2 separate regions of the Bos taurus genome follow, and region 1 is linked to region 2. A link is a contact called in public Hi-C data. All regions are on one chromosome and are shown on one strand. Each heading gives the region's core, a stretch centred on a gene start, on an enhancer-like site or on the middle of the called end of the contact. The rest is flanking DNA. Distances are from core to core; before and after follow the strand shown.

Evidence for each region. Hi-C and Micro-C count contacts between places; a contact is called where the count stands out from the background.
Region 1: a Hi-C map of skeletal muscle shows a contact between it and region 2, with 12 times the contacts expected there. The contact joins two enhancer-like sites. A contact is called at or near these places in 5 of 11 Hi-C or Micro-C datasets (blastocyst, blood, skeletal muscle and 2 more).

Annotation. Positions count from the first base shown.
Region 1 is chr4:47,114,782-47,120,449 of ARS-UCD2.0, reverse strand. No RefSeq gene overlaps it. Among named protein-coding and RNA genes, the nearest start is that of MIR2284B, 23 kb to the right of the region's middle. Within about 2 kb of position 4,134, at least 30 of the 102 cell types and tissues checked have an H3K27ac peak or open chromatin away from gene starts, as enhancers often do.
Region 2 is chr4:46,734,893-46,740,800 of ARS-UCD2.0, reverse strand. The region is part of intron 5 of ATXN7L1 (ataxin 7 like 1); the gene reads left to right. Among named protein-coding and RNA genes, the nearest start is that of TRNAR-UCU, 13 kb to the right of the region's middle. Within about 2 kb of position 3,555, at least 13 of the 102 cell types and tissues checked have an H3K27ac peak or open chromatin away from gene starts, as enhancers often do.

The DNA of each region.
Region 1 (5,668 bases), core at 2,885-5,384, 380 kb before region 2:
GCTGAGATCCAACAAATACAGACACTGAAATTTGAATTTCATGTAATTTTCATGTGTTAGGAAATTTTTCTTCTTTTGATTTTTTTTCATATAAAATGATTCTTAGCTCATGGGTCTATAAAAACAGGCAGAGGGCTAGATCTGGCTGGTAGGCCATACGTTATTCTAAGGAAACTCCAAAGCAGAAGGTTGGGTCCTCATCAATGCAAATTAAAAGTAGATTGATTTGATTTATAGAGGAATCTAAGGAGAATATTCCTTGAATGTGTGCATTTAAAGTAAGATTTGATTGTAACTGTTTCCTGACACAAAGTGTTACCTTGCTTCCTTTCCCTACTTTGGTGTTTTTTAAATGGATATTTGCCATCCTGCAATGGCACCCCACTCCAGTACTCTTGCCTGGAAAGTCCCATCGACTGAGGGCCTGGTAGGCTACAGTCCATGGGGTTGCTAAGAGTCGGACACGACTGAGCGACTTCACTTTCACTTTTCACTTTCATGCATTGGAGAAGGAAATGGCAACCCACTCCAGTGCTCTTGCCTGGAGAATCCCAGGGACAGGGGAGCCTGGTGGGCTGCCGTCTATGGGGTCGCACAGAGTTGGACACAACTGATATGACTTAGCAGCAGCAGCAGCAGCAGTGTGCTGCAAAACTTATGACCAGTGTTTTTGGATAGAATAGGATAGGGTAGGATAGGATAGCATAAGAGAGAATAAAATATCAGAATTCATCATACATAGTAAAGTTTGATAATGGAACATTTTACAGCTGTGAGTATATTCATGCGCATATTTTATATATGTATATGTGTACTGGATTGTAATGCTAGAGATGTTTTTTATAGTGGATCTTGGTTAAAAAGTTGAGAGCTTGCCTTGATGAGTATTGGGGAAAAGAGGGGTTGAATTTCCAGTCCTCCTAGATCACCCTCAGGATCTGGAATTTCTCTCCCCACCCCTGTGCCCCTGGGGTTTCCTTTGCCGATTCACCCTGAGAACCACGGGTCACATGTCCTCACAGTGATGCACTGGCAGATGGGGTACTGAGATGAGGAAGGCACAGGCCTCACCTCACTGTCATTTTCAGAGCCCACCACACCTGCACCTTGAAAACAGTGGCTGGTGTGTAAGAGAAGCTTGGCAAATGTGTGTTGCCTGAATGAGTGACCAAATCTGGACAGCAGGGTTGCAGGTCCGAGTGCTCTGAGATGTGAGAAAGCGCAGCGCAATTGGGGAACTGAAAGAAACTCAGTGAAAGTGACCTCAATGGCTGTTCTGCCAGCTACCCCTCCCGCCTGAGCTTACAAAGACTGCTCATCAGGGCATAGAAGGTTTGGGGGCAGACCACTCCTCCCCCACTTTTTCAGTTGTTGTTCAGTCGCTCAGTTGTGTCTGACTCTTTATGACCCCATGGACTGCAGCATGCCAGGCTTCCCTGTCCCTCACCATCTCTTGGAGCTTGCTCAAACTCATGTCCATTGAGTTGGTGATACCATCCAACCATCTCATCCCCTGTTGTCCCCTTCTCCCCCTGCCTGCAGTCTTTCCCAGCATCAGGGTCTTTTCAAATGAGTCAGCTCTTCGCATCAGGTGGCCAAAGTATTGGAGCTTCAGCTTCAGTATCAGTCCTTCCAGTGAATATTCAAGATTGATTTCCTTTAGGATTGACTAGTTTGATCTCCTTGCAGTCCAAGGAACTCTCAAGAGTCTTCTCCAACACCACAGTTCAAAAGCATCAATTCTTCGGCAGTCAGGATTCTTTTATGGTCCAACTCTCACATCCATACATGACTACTGGAAAAATCATAGCTTTAACTATACGGACCTTTGTTGGCAAAGCAATGTCTTTGCTTTTTAATAGGCTGTCTAGGTTTGTCATAGCTTTTCTTCCAAGGAGCTTATAATTTCATGGCTGCAGTCACCATCTGCAGTGATTTTGGAGCCCAAGAAAATAAAGTCTGTCACTGTTTTCATTGTTTCCCCATGTATTTGCCATGAAGTAATGGGACTGGAGGCCATGATCTTAGTTTTTTGTATGGTGAGCTTTAAGCCAGATTTTTCACTCTCCTCTTTCACCTTCCTTAAGAGGCCCTGTCGTTCCTCTTTACTTTCTGCCCTAAGGGTGGTATCATCTGCATATCTGAGGTTATTGATATTTCTCCTGGCAATCTTGATTCCAGTTTGTGCTTCATCTAGCCTGCCATTTCATATGATGTACACTGGATATAAGTTAAATAAGCAGGGTGAAAATATAGAGCCCTGATGTACTCCTTTCCCAATTTGAACCAGTCATTGTTCTATGTCCAGTTCTACCTGTTGCTTCTTGATCTTCATACAGGTTTCTCAGGAGGCAGGTAAGGTGGTCTGGTATTCCCATCTCTTTAAGGATATTCCACAGTTTGTTGTGATCCATGCAGTCAAAGGCTTTAGCATAGTCAATGAATCAGAAGTAGATGTTTTTCTGGAATTCTCTTGGTTTTTCTATGACTCAACAGATGTTGGCAATTTGATCTCTAGTTCATCTGCCTTTTCTAAATCCAGCTTAAACATCTGAAATTTTTGGTTCACATACTGTTGAAGCCTAGCTTGGAGAATTTTGAGCATTGTTTTGCTAGCATGTCAAATGAGTGCAATTGTACGGTAGTTTGATTATTCTTAGGCATTGCCCTTCTTTGGGATTTGAATGGAAACTGACCTTTTCCAGTCCTGTGGCCACTGCTGAGTTTTCCAAATTTGCTGGCATATTGAGTGCAGCACTTTAACAGCATCATCTTTTAGGATTTGAAATAACTTATCTCCCCAAGGCCATGAGCTCACCTGAAGACAGGGCCATCTACCTTACTCAGTAAGAAATGCTAGTTATCTCAAAGACTTCAGAAAAATCCCAGCAACCCTGTAGAATTGTCTTTATGACTGAGAGTCATAAAGCAGGCAGTGATAGGCTGGGTGTTGAGGTCAAGCAAGGCTGGGCTTGTCAGAGAGACAGATGAAGAGGACTGTCCCAGGAGCATCACCATAAGCAGCCACAGCTCCTTCCCTTGTGCAGTCACCACTCAAAGAAATTCCTCCCATGGCTCCTTGGAGACTCCTGCCCTTTGGCTTTGTGCCTCCAGGCTTGTGGTGGCATTAAAAGTGCTGCTCCTTGTCACTAGGCTCTTGTGGTTCTAAGTGTGGTGGAGGCAGCTCTGAGGAGTGACTAGATCCCTCATCCTGGGGTCCTGCCACGTGGGTCCTATCTGAATTCCTGCCCTCAGAAACTGGATTTGACGAAATCCCATAACATGAGTTAAGGAAAACTGGGGAGAGGGACGGAGAAGGCAATGGCACCCCACTCCAGTACTCTTGCCTGGAAAATCCCATGGATGGAGGAGCCTGGTAGGCTGCAGTCCATGGGGTCGCTAAGAGTCGGACACGACTGAGTGACTTCACTTTCACTTTTCACTTTCATGCACTGGAGAAGGAAATGGCAACCCACTCCAGTGTTCTTGCCTGGAGAATCCCAGGGACAGGGGAGCCTGGTGGGCTGCCGTCTATGGGGTCGCACAGAGTCGGACGCTACTGAGGTGACTTAGCAGCAGCAGCAGGGGAGAGGGAAAGCTCAAGAGGCCATAGGAGAGCCCCAAGACAGAGGCAGACATTGTCACGTTCCCCCATCCTGTTATCATTCCTGGTACCAGGGTGAATGGGCCCACAGGGTTCACCAAGTCGCTGAAGGAACACGCATGCTCCTGGGCCCCAGGCAGAGGAGATGTGCAGGCATTACCTGGGGTGTTGTGATGCCTCCTGCGTTGGGGGGTGGTAGAGAGGAACCCTCAGTCTGCATGAACATGAGCTTGGATGTAGCCCCTCCTGCTGGGAGAGGAGGCTTGGTACCAGCTAGCTGACCAACCCCGAAATGCAGGGAGAGCTTCCAGGGACTCATTCCAGGGCTCCCACCCTTTGCACTGTGACCTTCGGGCAGCTGCACACTCATCAGCATTCATGTCTGCCTCTGGCACAGCCCACTGAACACCAGCCAGCTGGCTGAGACCCTTCGTGTGCAAAGAGAGTCTGTGTTGTTCAAGATTTCGGATAGTCTTGCGTGTGTACTGATGACCTCAGCTGTGACTGCCACTCACACCAAGAGCTGAGACTCTGTGACTGGACTCACACCAATCTCTGCAATGTGAACTTGGAGTGGACCCAGAGAAGGCAGAGCAGGAGACAGAGCAGGCTTTCCCTTGCTGCTTTCACAGTCAGAGATTTGGTTGTGACATTTCAATCTGTGTTGTTCTATCATTTTATTTTCTTGAGGTGAAACAAACATCTGGTGCACAGATCTTCATACATTTTAAATGTCTCTCCCAGCCTCTGCACTGTTGTAACGCCGCCCCTTTCCTTCCCGCATGTTCATTTGAATATGAACTTAATGGACGCTAAATAAGTCAGCAGAGTTGCTGTTTTTCATGCGGTTGAGCAGATGTGTTTCTGAGGAAATGTGCTTGTATGGGCAGCCTCACCCTCTCCACCCAGACAGACCACAGGCGCAGCCAGCCTCTGGCACCCAGGAGAGTGCTCCAGCCACCTATCTGGGGGAATTGAAAGTGTAAATGGCACCCAGCCCCCTCTGTAAAGTTTCCTCCTCCCCCCATACCCTCCCTTCCTCTGTATGCTAAGGACCGGTGGGGTTCTTCAGTAAGGAAGGGACGGCACGGCCCCTGTCCTCGAGTGGTACCAACCAGTCCAGTGCTGAAAAAAATCATCTGTGCTCCGCAGACTTGATGGATTAAAAGCAGGGATCTATCTTTCAAGTTCCACCCTAAGTTCCAGCACTTTAGGAGATTCCCGGAAAAGCAGGACAGGCCAGGGAATGCTCTGGGTTGACTCATCCTCGGGTTGAAAAATTCTTGCCTAAAGTCTGACATTCCCAGCCTAGGACTTGAGAAGACTCGTGGAGGTTCTTGAGGGCAGCTAAAAGCTGGAGCAATCACCTGGGCTGGCTTTGTCCCCTCTCCCCCACAAAGGACTGTTGCTGAAGCTGTGTTGTGATGGACCCTGGTGTGTGTGTGTGTGTGTGTGTGTGTGTCTGTTGCTCCGTTGTGTCTGACTCTTTGAAACCCCATGGACTATAGCCTTCCAGGCTCCTCTTTGTTCATGGGATTTTTTCAGGCAACAATGTTGGAGTGGGTTGCCGTTTTCCTCCCCCAGGGAATCTTCCCGACCCAGGGATAGAACCCGCATCTCCTTCATCTCCTGAATTGCAGGCAGATTCTTTACCTGCTGAGCAGTCAGGGAAGCCACATGCAACCTGGGCTCAGGCACAAAGCAGCCTCAAGCTGGGCATGGGCTTTCAGGATGTCTGTCTTCCCGGTCAGGCAAGGGTTCCCAGTCTTAGGTGCAGCTTGATGTGGGAGAGAGACAGAGGTCCCAGATAGTGAGCCTGGCCCTGCTTGCTCCTATTAACTCAGTCACCTAGCCCTCTCTGGACTTTCCTCTCTTCATCTACTTGGCAAAGGGGTTGAAGCAGATGACCTCAAAGCTATTCACAGATTTAAAACTCCACAGGGAATTTTCTCTCCTCTAAACTCTGCCCACCCCACAGAATTGTTCTGTGACTGGCCCGAGGCGCATCAAAGCCCTGCAAACTGCAAAGCGCTGGGCACACCAGCCTTTCTAGGGACGATGATT
Region 2 (5,908 bases), core at 2,306-4,805:
GCCAGGCGCCCTGGGAGAAAGGCGGCTGGCTTATTGCTCTTGCTTGGCATTGGTGTGAACTAGGGGCAAGACCACAGCTCAGTACTGATAGCTCCCACAGGACGTAGGGAGTCATCTCAGGATTTGGCCGAGGCTGGAGAATTCTAGAGACTCATAGGACTGCAGGCCCTCCAACCTGACTCCTCTGACCACCCCAGATCCCCAGCCTGATTCTTGCAGTGGCCCTGCCCTGCTCAGAACTCTTCAATGGCTCTCGGGTGTTTGACTGCAGAAGTTTAACCCCTTTGGAGGCAGATGTATGATCTGGCATTTCTCCACTTGTCTAACTGCCAGTGTTTTACCCCTTCGTTTCATACTCCAGGTGTCTCGATCTCACTGAAGCTCCTCAGCATGCCTCGTGTGTTGGCGTGCGCTGTTTCGCCTAACGGCAGCAGCCTCCTTGCCTGTCCCTTTTTGTCGTTGTTCAGTTGCTAAGTCGTGTCGGACTCTTTGGAACCCCAGGGACTGCAGCACACCAGGCTTCCCTGTCCTTCACCATCTCCCAGAGTTTGCTCAAACTCATGTCTATTAAGTCTGTGATACCTGTCCCTGCACATGCTTAAAATCTCTGCACGAGTATTGCTTCCTCCATGAAGCCTTCCCGGACTTTTTATACAGATTGAGGTGCTCCTTCTTCTAAGCTCTCATTAACACTCAGTTTGCCAGTATAAGAGCTACCATCATACATGGTACTTACTTGCATCTTTAGCCTCCTTTGCCCCCTGCTGCATCCCCATTTTTTAGCCTGGAATCTGGCGTCCAGCAGATGTTTCATAAGCAAATATATGATGAATGAGTGAGCGAATGAAGGAGTCTGTGAAACTAGAACCGCTCCTTTGCCTTCTTTTTCCTCACAGAGATTTTTCTGATGCTAAAGGAAACAGCAGGTATAAATAATGATCTTTTGAGTTATTGAAGAGAAATCAGGGTGCCATGTGCCACTGTGGAATTCTTTTTCCCTGTTACAATTATTAGAGTTAGGAATGGAGAACTAGGTCCTAAGTGATTAAAAAGGAAAAACCTTCTGTGCTCTGGCAGGAAGGGAAAGGTACTTTCTTTTAAGTTAGAGGCAATAATTACAGTCATACCAACAACACAGCCCCTGCATGTCATGTCCCAGGATGTTATAAAGAACGCCCTGATCAGAAGGGAAGTGAAGAGGTGGCATGGTGTTCCACAGAAGTCCCTTCCTGGCCTCCTGCTTACAGATTCAGCCCCTCGCACAAGACATGGGTTGGGGGGACATTTGGAGGCCAGTTTTTGCCCCGGGTGGTGCAGGTGTGGGTGTCAAGCAAGAAGGAGTGAGGCAGAGGATGAGGGGCAGAAAGCAGGTGGCCTGAAGGAGTAGATGCAGGTTACTGTGATGAGCCACAGAAGAAAGAGGAGAAAGAGAAAGGGCAGGTGGGCACGAGGATGGAAGGAGGGGCAGGTTAGAAGACGCAGGTGTCCAGAGGGCATAATATCTCTGCCAGGACAGGGAGGCATCTGAAAATTAACTGTCTAAGTGCTGCCTGTTCCCTCAGTTTCAGAAGAACAATGGACAGCTCCTTGGGTGTAAACTCAACTTATCTTGTCGAGTTACAAAATTAGGGGCTAGATTGGATTTCCCTGGCAATCCAGTGGTTAAGACTTGGTGCTTTCACTGCAGGGGATGAGGGTTCGATCCTTAGGGAACTAAGATCCTGCATGCCATGCAGTGTGGCCAAAAATAAACGAATAAATGTTAATAGGGATTAGAATCTAAGGAGGAAAATACACTCTAGGACAACTGGGGAGGGAAAAGAAATGATATGTTGCGGGGCGGGGGGCGGGGGAGAGTCTGAGCCAAGAAGGTTAGTAACCATGGTCCTTCGTATCTACAGAGGACATTGTCGGTTTTAGATGCCTTCATAGGCATTCCTGCCTTTGTGCTACTCCTTTTTGAGCCTCAAGGCTGCTCTGTGATGAGATGAGGAAACAGAAGTCCGAGGTGATGAAGAGTTGGGCCTGAGATGACACACACAGAGCTGGACAGGGGTGGAGCTGGAGCTATGGTAAAGAGCCCTGCCTTTAGAGCACCCTGAAGTCCAGCCCCCGTGCCACCCTTCACGTTGCTGAATTAGTGTCCTGGGCCAACCTTTCTAAGCCTTAGGTTCCTCATCTATAAATTGTGGGTGAGGAGGAAACATGACCTCCGGTGTGTGGGCTACCACCTAGCACCTAGCAGTGCTCAGTGTGTGCATGGCAGGGTGAGTGAGGTGCTGTGTGTAAGGGATGGGGGGAGGTCAGCACCCGTCCCCCCACCTTTGTCATCTCAGTGGCTCCTCTACCAAGAATAGAAACAGCTGGAGGCTAGTCCTTTCCTGAAGCATTTGTACTGGTGTAGAGCTGGCCCACTTCGTGTTGTGTTATATGATTTAACCTTCATTGCAAAGATTGGCTCATTCCTCAGACGCTGATTGGGCCAAGTGCTAATAGTATATATATCTTTGGGATAACTCTGGAGTGATGGATACATTTGGTCCAAGTCCCTGTCCTCAGGTAGCTCATAATCTGGCCAGGTCCCAGGGTCATAGAACTAAAACCTTGCTCTTTGATGTTATAAGTGTGGCAGAAACACCAAGGAAGGCAGAGCCAGCACTGAGAGAGGAGAGGACCCGTCAACCGGATGGAGGCAGATGGGGGCGTGTTCACCCGGAGGAGAAAGGAGGGCACAGCAGCAGAAGGAACCGCCCACCCACCGCAAGGCCCAGAGCCAGGCAGACACGCACAGTGTTCAAGGAGCTAGAGCTCCTGGAGGCTGTGGGAGAAGGTGCCAAGGGCGGGAGCCGTGTGGGGCCAGCTGTGAGGGTGGAGTTGGTCCGCTGGGCAATGGGAAGCCCGCAAAGCCCTCTAAGCAGCAGGATAGCAGGGTTGGATTTGCATTGGTGGAGACGACTTGAGCACAGGAAGAGGCTAGATGGAAGATCTGATGATAGGATTTTGATCCAGGTTCTGGCAAGCAGTGAGGACAGTGATGACATTGAAGTAATGCAGAAAGGAGATGTTGATAGCTTAGAATTTTTTAAAAACACAAACTGTATTTAATTGGGGGCAAAGCATCTCCCGAGTTTGCTATAGATCAGTGTGAAGACTCAACTCTTGAAAGTTTAAACAAAACGTGCCTGGCGTTCTGGATGGAGGTGGTTTGGTGTCGGACTGCCTGGCCAGTGCTGGATTCCAACACAGAGAAGGAGGAATAGGGAAGATGCTTCCTGGGGAAGTGCCACTGTGAAGGAAGCTGGGAGCAGAGGCTGGAGCGCTGACAGTAGCCAGGGATGCTATGCTCAGAAAAAGCTTCCTGAAAGCAAAGGCTGGGGTCCTGCGCCCTGGTCCCTGCTCCCCTCCTTCCCTGGCAAGGGCACGGAAGATGTTCTTTGAAAGTCTTGTCTCTCCGAGGCAGTGTTGGCCGCAGGGCTTGAGCCAGGCCGTGACCGTGGTGGTGTGCTGTCTGTGGAAGGCCTGGTAGGGGCAGGCTGGACGGCTTTTAGCTCCAGCAGCGGGAGCTGGTGACCTCTGGCGGCTGCAGGTGGAAGCGCGCCCACTGGCCCCTCCTGAGCAAAGCCTGGCTACTCTGGAGGCTCCATTCCGCCCTGCAGTAGTGCTCCCTCCAGAATCCGCTTGATTCCTGATCTCTTCCATCTCAAATCCTGCCCTCAAAGGCCCTCAAAGGTCCATGCCTTGCTGTGAGTTTCACTAGGTACTCATTTTCATTGTGAGGCTTCTCATTCTCATATATAGCCGGAAAGCACTGAGCAGGGATGGTTGTTTGATCTGGGAGTGTCTTAAATTTCTCTGGGACTTATCACCCGAGGCAGCACCCCTGCAGGCAGACCGGTCTCCAGTGCACTCCTGAGACAGCCTGTCCAGCTTTATGTACCCTACCACGCCAGGACTCTGTTTTCCCCCGTTATCTTCCTTTCTCCTCTGGTTGCTGATTTTTCCCATGGTCTTGGAGCATCACGACTCCCCAGGAATGTCGGCACATTAAGTGCCTGTGATCTCTCATTGGGTCCGGAGGCTACCTCCTGAGCTCCTTGCCTTGGGAACCCTGGCTTAACAGAGTGCCAGAGACACTAACAGAGGCTGATGCTGGAACTTTTTGCTTCTAGGGAATCTGGAGCAGCCTAGAAGGGGGCACATGCAATTCTTCTGGAGGAAGAAATCTTAGGGCCATCACAGAAATCCCCATTGCCTCACACACTTCAGGGTTGCAGAAGACAACATGTTCATATGAGAGGAGACTGGAGTTCCTCTCCCTCTTGTAGAATATGTATCCATGTGGGAACTTTTACCACTAGTCCAGGCTTGGGCAGTGCCTAGGAGACTGGAATGGAGAAAGCAGGTGGGGTTGCAAAGCAGGACCGAGGGCTTCTGGAAAGGGATCAAGTCTGCAAAGGCTTCTTACTCTGTCTTTTCCCTTTGCCACCCCCAGGAAGTGGTCCTCTACTCTGGGTGAATATGGAGGGCCAGTTGCTCCCACTCACCTTCTTTTCCTGCCTTCTCCTCATCATCCACCCGCTCCCTCCATTGTGGGACCAGAAGACTCAAGAGGATAAAAAGTTCTGACGGTGACAATGACTTGCACACAGACATATACCCCAGAAGCATCAGGGTCCGTGGGGGTGGTGTCTCTCCTTCTTGTTTTAGCTACAGTTTATTGAGGGTCAACTATGTGCCCAGGGACTAAGCTAAGCATTTTATACATATTATCTCAGTTAATCACTTCAGATATCTATCATGACCTTCATTTTACTGATAAGGAAACTGAGGCCTGAATAGTGAAGTTTTGAGATGAACCAGGCAAGGCAGCCTCATATGCCTGACTGGGCATTGCCCTCGAGGATGTCCCAATGAGGAGGCAAGGAGGCGCAAAAGCCAGCTTTCCAGGCCGGCTACCCTTCTTCTAATGCCCACAGAATTCAGATGGCTTTCCCACCAGAATGCATCTAGCAATAGAAAAGGCAGGATTCAGATCTAGGATTGTCTGATTTCAAAGCCTATGTTCCTAACTATTATTCTAAACTCTTTTGCAACATCCTCCACATTCTGTGACTGTATTAGAATGGTGATAAGGCACAGACGCCCAGTTCAGCCCTACTTGTCCTCCCTGATTTGATCTCACTTGTCTCTGGCTACATTTACAATTTGTCAAAGTCAGCTTGTTCATTTCTCCCCACCTCCTAAGGGAAAATCCCACATCATTCTTCCCAACGACTAATCTGCTCTGCCCTCAACTGATGGACAAGGTCTCGGCCCATCACCCAAGTCACTGATGAAGATGTTCTAATCTTCTTGGCCAGCAATGGGTGCCTCTGAGTTCCACTAGGTACTGCTTTGGGCCGGCACAAAATCTTACTAACCAATCTTTTTTCACCTCGGCTGCTAGGGTCCCTCATCCTCAACAGCTGTGTGGTCTGACTACATTTTTCCAGCTTACGGAGGGTGTGTTATGTGGGAGGGCCTCCGAAACTGCAGAGGCCAGGAGAGATTACGCCTGGTGCTTCCTCTCTGTCCGCCAGGCCTTGACACTCAGCCACAAAATAATATTAGATTAATCTGGTAGATTTCCTTATATCCTGTGCTCAGTGGTTGACTACCCTGTTTTCTTTTTTGCTTAAGGTATTTCAAATTGGCTTTCTGAAAGTTTTCCCAGTCTTTTTCCAGATTGAAAAAAAATACTATGTATTCATGCACCAGGGTTTATGTAGCTCCTCCTGTGTCTGTTATACCAAGGCAAGACTTTATAGCTCTGTTATGTAGGCTGATTCTTAGTGATTGCCTGACTTTCAGACTTCAAGAATGTCCCACCTATTTCTTCAATTTAAAAAATCTAAATATGACATCATGT